2 separate regions of the Mus musculus genome follow, and region 1 is linked to region 2. The links are chromatin contacts, called in public Hi-C maps. All regions are on one chromosome and are shown on one strand. The core of a region is the stretch at or near the end of the contact, and the rest is flanking DNA. Distances in the headings are between cores, read along the strand shown.

Region 1 (5,188 bases), core at 604-3,103, 870 kb before region 2:
AACTTCAGGTGACTTGACACTGTTGATCTTTGTGTGGGTTTCTTATCCCCTTCTGGGCCTTTAATCCTGCCCACAAGTCTTACATAAAGGTCCCTGACTTCCATCAAATTTTTGGCTGTGGGTATCTTCATCTGTTTCAGTCAGCTGCTGGGTAGAGCCCTTCAGAGGACACCTATGTTAGGCTCATGTCTGCAATTATAACTTACAGTATCATTAATAATTAATAGTGTCATTAATAGTGTCAGGTATTGGTGCCCAACCATGGGAGTCTCAAGTTGAGGTTCTCATTGGTTGTCCATTCCCTGAGTCACTGTTTCATTTAGACAGGACAGATACTGGGTTGAAAGAATGTCTTTGGATGTGATCCATTGCCAAAACAGCCATGTTGCATGATTAAAATTACTCTACAAGTTAGTTGATAGAGTTGCCTTTTAACTAGCCAGGTCAAATAATTACCATTCCTTCCAAGGGTTTCAGTTAATCAGTAATTAACTTATATTCTGTAGCCATGGATAAATTTAAGAGAATGGGCATTGTAGGCTTCTCTCCTAATATGTAGAATTAGTGTTGTAAGTTTCATGGAAAAATGTACCTTAGATATCATCTAGCATGTAAAGGATATAAAAGTATTTGACATAAAATGAAATATATAAATATTTATGCACTAGATTTAAAAAGAGTACATGTGTGTAAAGTATAACTTTGGTATATCAATAGCTTTAAAGAGCTTATGAAGATTAATCAATATTTTCCGCTGTGCTCTTGTTTGCTTTACATTTTATTTTCTAGAATTTAAAATTTTCTAAAATTTAAATAACAAGAATTTAAATGTTAAGTTTATGTAGGAGGATTAATTTGCAAAAATAAATTTGATTCAAAAATTAAAATCAAATCACTTAAATTGTTGGGGTATGCTTATAATCGTATCTGTCAGGAGGCTAAGGTGGTAGTAACATGTGCAGCTAGCCTGTGGTATAGAGTAAATTTGATCACAGCCTGAATTGGGATACAGAACAGGACACTTCTCAGGAAACAGATTTTATTCTTTTATTTTTTATTTCTGATTTTCATAAAATTACTTGAATAAATATTTATTAATTACTATCCAGTGAGGTACTTAATGATAAGTCTAACGTCTACAGAGGTAAAAGACTACACCATGGTAGAGGAACATAAATTCTTTACTGGCGATGAAAAATAAAATCTACTATTGAATTGTATTATTTTGGCAAAATATCATTACACAGCATGTTGTCAAGGAAATAGAGAACAAAATAAAGAAAGCCAGCATGTTCTCAGAAAGGCTAGCTAGTAAAGTGTGTCACCAACAGAGCAAAATGCTCCTATCCAAGCTAATAGCCCATAGAATGGTGTTAGTGTACAATTTATAATTTGACTGTAAGCCACAGATTTAGATGTTATTCTAAATGTCAGTACTTCCAACATGTCACAGTGGACAAAAGGTAACTCCTCAGGTGCAAGTGACAGATGTGTCACCTTGAATCTCTTCTTGGGTAAATAGTGTGTCCCAGATTCAGGGTGGCATGAAACCAGATTCCAAGATCCTGGCACTTGTTCAACTTCATGCAGTAGCAATTTTGCAGTAGGGTCTGCCTAACATGACAAGCCTCCATAAATTCTGAACCAACACAATCTTGGAAAAACATTCACTTCTGCTGGAGTCAAATAAACTTAGTAAAAAACAAATGGATTACAATAGCTGGCTGAATAACTGCTTTATGCAAACCAAAATCACGGCAGAAAAATGAAATTCTATAAGGATATGCTGAGGCATAATTTCAAGCAACAAAGCATATCCAATGACTGCTGGGAAACCATAGCAACAGAATGACCAAGCTGGCATGTGAGTAATCTTACATAGGATTGTTCCTGAAAAGGAAGGATTCTAGAAGCCTGAAGCAGGATCAAGCTGTAAACAGAAAATATGCATGCTTCCTCATGAACAGAATGGTACTGCATTGGTTACAATGTTCAAATAGATGTAAGAATGAAGAATCAGGGGCTTCCTTAAGGGTGGAATCTATGTACTGGAACAGTCTCCTAATAAAGCAATCTTGCTAGTTCAACGAATTAGAACCTTTGCAATTCATTTGAGAAAATATTTTGACCATAAAAATTAATAATTGTAGGGAGTGAGTATACCCTGGCAAGCACGGCCATATTGAGGACCTCAATGTCTCAGACTCACAGGAATGGCAAGGTTTTCTTTGGGTCTGCTGAAGGAGAAAGGTAAGTCCTTCCCTTAGTCCAGGTATGGGGGTTGATATATGTTTGACCTTTCAGTTCAAAAAAGTATGCACAAGAATAGGGACTGCTGTTCGCTTGTCCTGAGTGACTGAAGGATTTTATCCCCCTGAGACTTCGTCCCTACAGAGATCTCTCACTGAGATGAGCTAACCTTCTGACTCACTCATGCTGTATGTAACAAACATGCTGTGCTGTTAGTCCATCTCAGAGTGCTTAGCCCACCTGACCCCAGCTCTGCATTACTTGTGTCTGTCTTTCTTATACTTCTGTCACTCTCAGTCAGGTTTCCAGTTCCCAGATGCACAAGGGGTGGCAAATAATGAAGTCAACCGCTTAGGTCCAAACTCAGCATGAGGAGGGTCTTGAGAGAGGGGGAATGGGAGCGGAACTGATTTAATAATGTCTTAGAGTCAGAAGTGGATGCAAGCTGTCAGTTCAAGTGCTCTCTCTGTTCTCCAAAGATTCTCATTATTCTCCCTTCTTCTCCTTTCTTCCTTCTCCTGACCAGAGAGTCTGAACCCAGTCTCCTATTTATTAAAGCTACATCATCAAGCCTTGGCTCATTATTACTAATATTTTTTAGAAATTCTTAAATTTACATAAATTTTATGAGTCATGGATCATTAGTCCCAACCTCTGCTTCCTTAAAAGAGAAACGAAACACAGAGCAAAAGCACATTTCCTCATAGGTTTACGCAGCCTCGTTTATCCTCACGAATAGCTGGGCACAGCTCTTGCAGTTTCCTGGTTCAGAGACAGCAGTCTTCAGTAACTACTTTTAGGTAATAACAGAAAGGTGACAGACTGCTAGGGTTAAAGTGATTTCTTAGAAAGTTTTTAAATGTGTGCAAGTAAAGCAGCTAGCTCTCTCTAATATCTCTCTAGGTACTGCCATCTGAAGTAGCTGGGAGAACAAAGGCCTCATGTCTATATGCTTGTGCATCATCTTTTAATTCTCTAATCTTTGTTTCCTCATCCTAGCAATTCCAAAGCCTCATGTTCTCTACTTCTAATACTATTTGTTTCTAGATGATATACAAGCCTTTCTATTAACAAGATAAACCCATCTATCATTTGCTTGTTTTCTGTGGATTTATCCTTTTTTTTTTCTTATCTATGCCTTTTCTTCTTGAAATAATTTTTAATTTTCTATACTTGATATCCCCAAGTTCACCCTGGATAATTAATACATCAGTCATTGGACCACAGGATACATGTATCTCTTCATATAATTGCAAATTCTAGGTCAAGTCTTGCAAATAACAATTTCTACAAAGGACCACATAGGCTTTTATGGTCTTTGTGTTTATGTTGTCTAGATCCTCTCCAATAGCTCTACAGCCCAACATCAGTCCTGTTCCTCGTCCTCCAAAGCCTCATGACCACCTCCACTCCTCATTCCTGAGAACCTCATCAGTTTCATTTTATTATAGTATGATTAGCACTGAGTAATGGGGGAAAAATATTCCCAGAAAGAGAAATTGAAAGTAAAATAGAAGAGACAGCAGATGATCTTCAGAGCAACAGCAGTCATCAGGAATACTCGAGTTCCTTTCATATATCTGATATATATATATATATATTCCTTTCATATATCTGATATATATATATCAGATATATATATATGTATGTATGTATGTATATATATATATATATATATATATATATATATATATGATTTTAAAACACTTTAGGAAATAAAATACTGAAAAATTGCAAATACTTAGAGAATTCTGAATGTAGTTATTTGGGGCAAATGATTATCCCTGCATTTGAAGTTGAGCACCATCCAGTTTCTCTGCATTCAAAAAGGATGTATGATACTTGGCACATTTGAAAACTTTGTAGGAAATCAAATGTTTTGAAGAACTCGATAGAGTCTTTTTCTTCCAAGCTGACAAAGTCATTTGATGCCTTTAATTTCCATTGATGAAATCACTTGATTTTCTACCTGCCCACTCCCACTTCTTGGCCCTGGTGTCTAGCAGGGATTTTCTTTTTCTTTTTACTTTTTTCTTTTTTCTTTTTTCTTTTTTTAATTTATTAGGTATTTTCTTCATTTACATTTCCAATGTTATCCCAAAAGTCCCCCATACCCTCCCCCCTCCCCTACCCACCCACTCCCACTTCTTGGTCCTGATGTTCCCCTGTACTGGGGCATATAGTTTGCAAGACCAAGGGGCCTCTCTTCCCAATTATGGCCGACTAGGCCATCTTCTGATACATATGCAGCTAGAGACACAAGCTCCAGAGGTACTGGTTAGTTCATATTGTTGTTCCACCTATAGGGTTGCAGACCCCTTTAGCTTCTTGGGTACTTTCTCTAGCTCCTCCATTGGGGGCCCTGTGATCCATCAAATAGCTGACTGTGAGCATCCACTTCTGTGTTTGCTAGGCCCTGGCATAGCCTCACAAGAGACAGCTATATCTGGGTCCTTTCAGCAAAATCTTGCTAGTGTATGCAATGGTGTAATTGTTTGGAGGCTGATTATGGGATGGATCCCCGGGTATGGCAGTCTCTAGATGGTCCATTCTTTCATCTCAGCTCCAAACTTTGTCTCTGTAACTTTTTCCATGGGTGTTTTATTTCCAATAGCAGGGATTTTCTTAAGCCATTAAATTCACTTGGCTTGCTGTGAGTCGTTTAATAGCCTTGGCTACTTGCATTCTCCTAGTTTTTATTTTTTCTGGAGACTAATTGTAAACTCTATAACCAGTATTTTAGTTAGCTCATACAGTTTTAAAATTAACATTATATAATTTTGCAAGCAGTTAATAGAAGGTTTCTAAAATGTGTAGGTTTTAGAATCAGAAGAACTGGTAGAAGTTCATTCAACTAAGGCAGCTAAAAGTGAATTGATTTTTCTTGTATGCTACACCTTTATCATCTACTCCAGAGGATTAAAGATGATGAACACAA
Region 2 (5,124 bases), core at 1,252-3,751:
ATCATCAGGACTGAAAATGGCTCTCCCAGGCTTACGCAATTGTACATGGTGGGTGCAGAACCAAAGTCCACTTATCCTAAAGCATGGAGGGGGGATATCTGATTGGCTTCTATACAGACCAAAACATGAAGGAGGTTACCTGAGGGTATGCTCTGCCTACCAACAGGTAGGTTTATTACTTTTGCACACACTTGCTTTCCTCCTTATCTACATCTCCTCCTCTTTCCCTATCTGGAAGGGAGTTTTCTAGCACAAGTTACTCTTCCCTGCACACGCTTTCCCCCTCAGCCATGAGCAATATTGTTAGTTGAAGTTCCTGTGGATCCCTACGAACACTAGTCAATAGAAATGAATGTAAACAGTTGTCAAAACAGATAACATAATTCCATTCCTCCGTAGGGGGGGGCGGGGGGGGGCTGCCGAAATGTCACGACAGAGGTGTTTTCATAATTGCATATTTTGGAAGAATAACTCTGTTTAGTCAAGCTGAGCAGAGGTCCAAGATGCTGCCATTGACAACCTGTGAAGTCGTTCTTCACAGCAATTTTAGAAACCACCGTGTAAATCACAGCAGAATTGATGGTCAACAGTCCTTACTGGCCAAGGACAAGCACCACTCAGCTGCCCCTCTGGTCACATTTCAATACTTTCAAAGCCCTGGTCTTTCGCAGACACTGGCCCAGATCAATCACTTCTCGATGTCTGGAGTGGCCTGAGCCTCAGCACTTTTTAAAGCTCCCTGGGTAACCACATGTATAGGCGGTGTTGAGAACCACGACTTTAGTGATCAGAACAATCCATCTGACCACTTCATTTTTTATCTCCTGGTTCACCTTTCTGTCCCTTGTTCTGTCTCTGGATGACAATGTAGAGGAGTCATCATGTGACTTTAACTATATAATTTCCATTTCTGGTTTGAATGCCTCAGTGGCCTGTCTTCCACCTAATCAAAATATCTAAATACATGAAACAGAAATACAGAAGAAAAATGTACCTTAATTTTTTCCATTTATCCTAATTGATATTTAAACTGATTTTAAGCATCATTTTTTAAAATATACGTTTTTAATAAATAGTAATGAAATAAACTCATTCAATAGTACAGAAAATACAAGGAACACGGAAAATTTATAAAAATAATAATGTACAGTTAGGAAGATAGAAACAAGAGAAAATGAATCTACACATATATCTATAAATATTACTTTTTCAAATAAACATGTGTCTCACAGGACACAGCAAATTATTTATAGTCCTTTCTTACTTATATGTTCCAGAACAATATTGAAGCCCTAGATTGAAAACATCCTAAATCATGTTAAAATCAATGAAAAAGCAACCAAATGAATTTTTCTGGTGACAATAATGACAAATCCCTATGTAGCAGATTGTATGGTAATGTAATTAGTTAGCTGAAGTTCTTCAGACTGCTGATTTAAGTGAATCACTTATTTCATGGTCATAGCTCTGCTGTGTGATTGACCATGTAATAACCTAGATGGTTAACCTGAAAATATTTTATTCAGCTCTCACTATAGAAATGGAACAGCACCTTATTGTATGAAACAACCATATGTCATAACAGTAATAGAATTGACTATATTTGATCAAAACACCACTAAAATTCTGAACCTTTCTAAAATATGTCGGGGGTGGGGGGAGAACATAAACAACCAGTATTCAAAGGTAGAAAAAAAAATGTTCTTGTCATGATTTCTTTCTATCTCTTCTTATTCATACAGTTTCAGGAAATATTAAAATCCAAATCCCTTTGGACGGTCATCCTGACTTCAAGTGTTTCAGCTTCCCAGATATAGGATGCTCTAGCACTGTTCCGTTCCACGGGCTGGGGAAAGTTTACTAACAGCTTCTTTCTAGGAGTGCGAAGATCAAGGAGCATTTCTTGGATATCAATTTGAATTTCAGAAGGGTTTGTATTGGGCAGTTTAATTTTCACCACCAGCTCCTGGCAGCATGCCGTTGAAGGATCCTTTCTTGTTAATCCTAGGTATACGTCCTCAGTTCCCACAGTTTGTTGGAATACAATCTCATAATCTGGAATTTCACGAACATCCCATATATCATCATGCTCTGCTCCTTCTGGAACCTCTTCTGGATTCCAGATGTTCTCACTTTCATCACTCCTGGGTTCAGGAATAGCTTTGGACTCTTTTGCTTTAGGTGGTCCAATATTCCCAGGGCCCATGGCTCCAATAGTAAATGAGCATTGCCCCTGTTCAAAATCAAAACCATCCTCTTCTTCGGGATTGAGGAGACTGGATAGTGCTTGAAGGGACCAGGCAGAAGACAATGTCACAAATTGCATATTTTTACCTTCCTTGCTCTTTGCTTCCAAATTCCCTGTTACCACATTCTCAGCTTCAGCATTTTCTGATTCCATTATTCAAATATAGATAAGAGTGTACCTCAAGGGTAGAGTGCTTGCTAAATGTGGAAGAAGGTCTGAATTGGATCCCAGGTGCTTGGTCAGTGCTGTTCACAGCCTAGGAGCCGAAAATAAACTGCCACTCGCTGTGCGTTGCTCTGTTGCCTGGGTAACAACTTTGTTGAACTTCCCTTTTCCACCTCTAGTTCCTGCTTGACTCTGCTAGCCAATCACAGGAGAGTCTCCTTTGAAACAATACCAGCAGCAGCCAATCCCAGCTCGTCCCGTTCAGGGTCTATGGCTGCCATTTCTAGTTAAGTAGATCGACCTGGGTTAGGCTGTGGGATCCATCATGCTAGCTCCTGAGAGTTCACAGCTTCTCTGCGGTAGTCCGGGTCCTCCCGCTTCTCTCAGACTGCCTCTCCCCACCTCTGCCTTTACTTTGAAGACCAGATACCCAGCTGGCTCAGCCACAGAGGTAAGAGCAGGATGTTACCATTTGTCCTGCAAGCTTTTTGCAGTGAGCTTTTCTCCCCCTCCTCCACTCCGCCCCCACTCCTCCTAAGCATCATTTTTAAAACCTGAGTGGGTTTCTATTCCTTTTCTAAAGTATTTTATTTTTATTTGGGAGGGAGTTGAGTGGTGGCTCAGCACTTAACGTTCAGTGCTCTTCCAGAGAACTGGGGTTTATTTCTCAGCACCCACATAGACGCTTATAACTCTGTAATTCAGTTGCGGGGCATCTTTTTCTGACCTCAGTGAGCACCAGGTACACATGTGGTATGCAGACATACATGAAGACAAAACACTACTCCGCTACTTTACTTGTGCCAACCTGACATATACCTAACCAAGATCTAGGTGGGAAGAAAGAATCTTGTGTTTCGACTAGCTTTTGATTACACAGCCATCTCTCCAGCCCAGGAAGAGTGAATTATAAGTGAGAAAATAAAAGTGGCCTATAGGCAAAAATGGAGGACACTTTCTCAATGATTGATGTGGGAGGGCCAGCCCTCAGTAGGCAGTACTACCCCTGGGCAGGTGGTCCTGGATTACATAACAAAGAAGGTAACAAAGAAGGCTAAGGAAGCCTTGGGGGTCTAGGCAGTAAGCAGCCCTCCTCCATGGCTTGTACTTCAATTCCTGCCTCCATGTTCTTGCCTTGAGTTCTTGCTCTGAGTTGTCTCAGTGATGGAGTGTGATCTGAAAGTTGTGAGCTAGAATAAGCTTTTTTTCCCACCCATTTGCTTTTGGACATGATGCTTGATCACAACCATATGAATCATAATTAAGATGAAAAATACTAGCCAGACTGTGGGATATTGCTGTGGAATACACCTAACCATATTGTTTGCAGTTGGGGAGGGGTGTGGAAAAAATGGACAGAATAGCCATTGGTGCTCAGAGCTCAATAAGCTATTATTCTATGGGAGCTTGGAAGATAAGAAGGCTGAGAGCTATGTAGGCAGTGCAGACTTGGTTTGTGAGTTTCACAAGGATATAAAGACTACAAGGGCCAGGTGAGGTGGTGCATGCGTTTAGTCCCAGCACTCAGGAAGCAGAAACAAGCGGATCTCTGAGTTCATAGCCAGCCTCTTTTACTGTGTGAGTTCCAGGAGAGCCAGGGCTACACAAAGAAAACCTGCCTCAATCAATCAATCAATCAATCAATCAATCAATTGCAATAAAAACTACCGGACTTGTTTGGGTGATATTTTAAATTAAAGATCTGTGGTTCTTTAATCACCTGGGATCTGAAGAGTCTATTGAGATTAAGAAGAGACTAGCATTGTTGAGGTAAAATTTTCTGAAAAGGGTTTCCTCAAGTTTGGCATACAGAAGCTATGATCCAGATGGGATTCAGGCTGTATGTGCATTTGCTGCCAGCCAAACTTTGTAATGTGTAAGAGTTTCCCAGGTGGTGCTGGTTTAAAAGGAATGAAGGAGCCATGGAGAACAGCTGAGGCTTGGAGCCTGGCAAGGCCCTTGGTGAAGGTGCAGCCTCAGGTACAGTGAAGCCCAGGATTACAGATGTCATGGGAGAAAATTGAGGCTTAACACCCTGTAGAATAGCCAGAGTCCCCAAAGAGAGCTCAGAAGAGGTTATTGGAAAAGGTGCAGACCTGTCACAGTGCAGCCCGCAGAACTTTGGAGATGCCAGTACGACAGAATGCATAGCCAATATGGGCGCAGCTGTAGAGTAGAGCCAGCCTGATGTGCTGTGCATGTTGTGCGAGGCAGAGCCAGAGAGGAGAAGCTTTTCCAAGCCAATTGGAGATCATGAGTCCCATAAGTCTTTACATGGTTGGACTTCAGTTTTGCTCTATTCTGATTGTAACTGTGCCCTGGCTCTTCCTCTTTGAAATAAGTATGTAATTTATATTTTATTTTATAGGAGCCCCCAGTTTAAAAGTCTTTCGAACTTTAGGGAGATTTGAACCTTAAAGAGACTTCGTATATTTTAAAGAGACTGAAGCTTGTGGGATTTTCAAAGCGGAAGTGCCCTCGAAGACTAGAGGTGTCAGATTCCTCTAGAACTAGAGTTACAATGTGTGTGTTGGGAACTGAATTCCAGTCCCTTTGAAAGGCGGTGAACACTCTTAACTGATGAACCATCTCTCTAGCTCTGTGACTGTCTCTTTGTAACTTACGCACATCCACATACAAACCCTAAGACACAACCATAGAGTTTATAGAATCTTCATTAAAAGCCTTGCTTACTATTTTGCTCCCTCCTA

What was found. Hi-C and Micro-C count contacts between places; a contact is called where the count stands out from the background.
Region 1: a contact with region 2 is called in a Hi-C map of cortical neurons, with 1.8 times the contacts expected there. The contact joins the enhancer-like site here to the promoter of Dnaaf6 in region 2. A contact is called at or near these places in 3 of 39 promoter capture datasets (cranial neural crest, hippocampal neurons and maxillary cranial neural crest) and 1 of 484 Hi-C or Micro-C datasets (cortical neurons).

What each region holds. Positions count from the first base shown.
Region 1 is chr1:32,089,841-32,095,028 of GRCm38.p6, reverse strand. No RefSeq gene overlaps it. Among named protein-coding and RNA genes, the nearest start is that of Gm51754, 60 kb to the left of the region's middle. Within about 2 kb of position 1,853, at least 4 of the 459 cell types and tissues checked have an H3K27ac peak or open chromatin away from gene starts, as enhancers often do. A contact at or near this core is called in cortical neurons, where this site is marked.
Region 2 is chr1:31,220,216-31,225,339 of GRCm38.p6, reverse strand. It overlaps Dnaaf6 (dynein axonemal assembly factor 6), which reads right to left and starts at 2,501. Exons shown (of 1, transcript NM_029062.2): 1 at 1,053-2,501. The coding sequence starts at 2,401. The coding sequence ends at 1,745. 4931428L18Rik (RIKEN cDNA 4931428L18 gene) reads left to right here and starts at 2,684. Exons shown (of 3, transcript NR_033445.1): 1 at 2,684-2,864.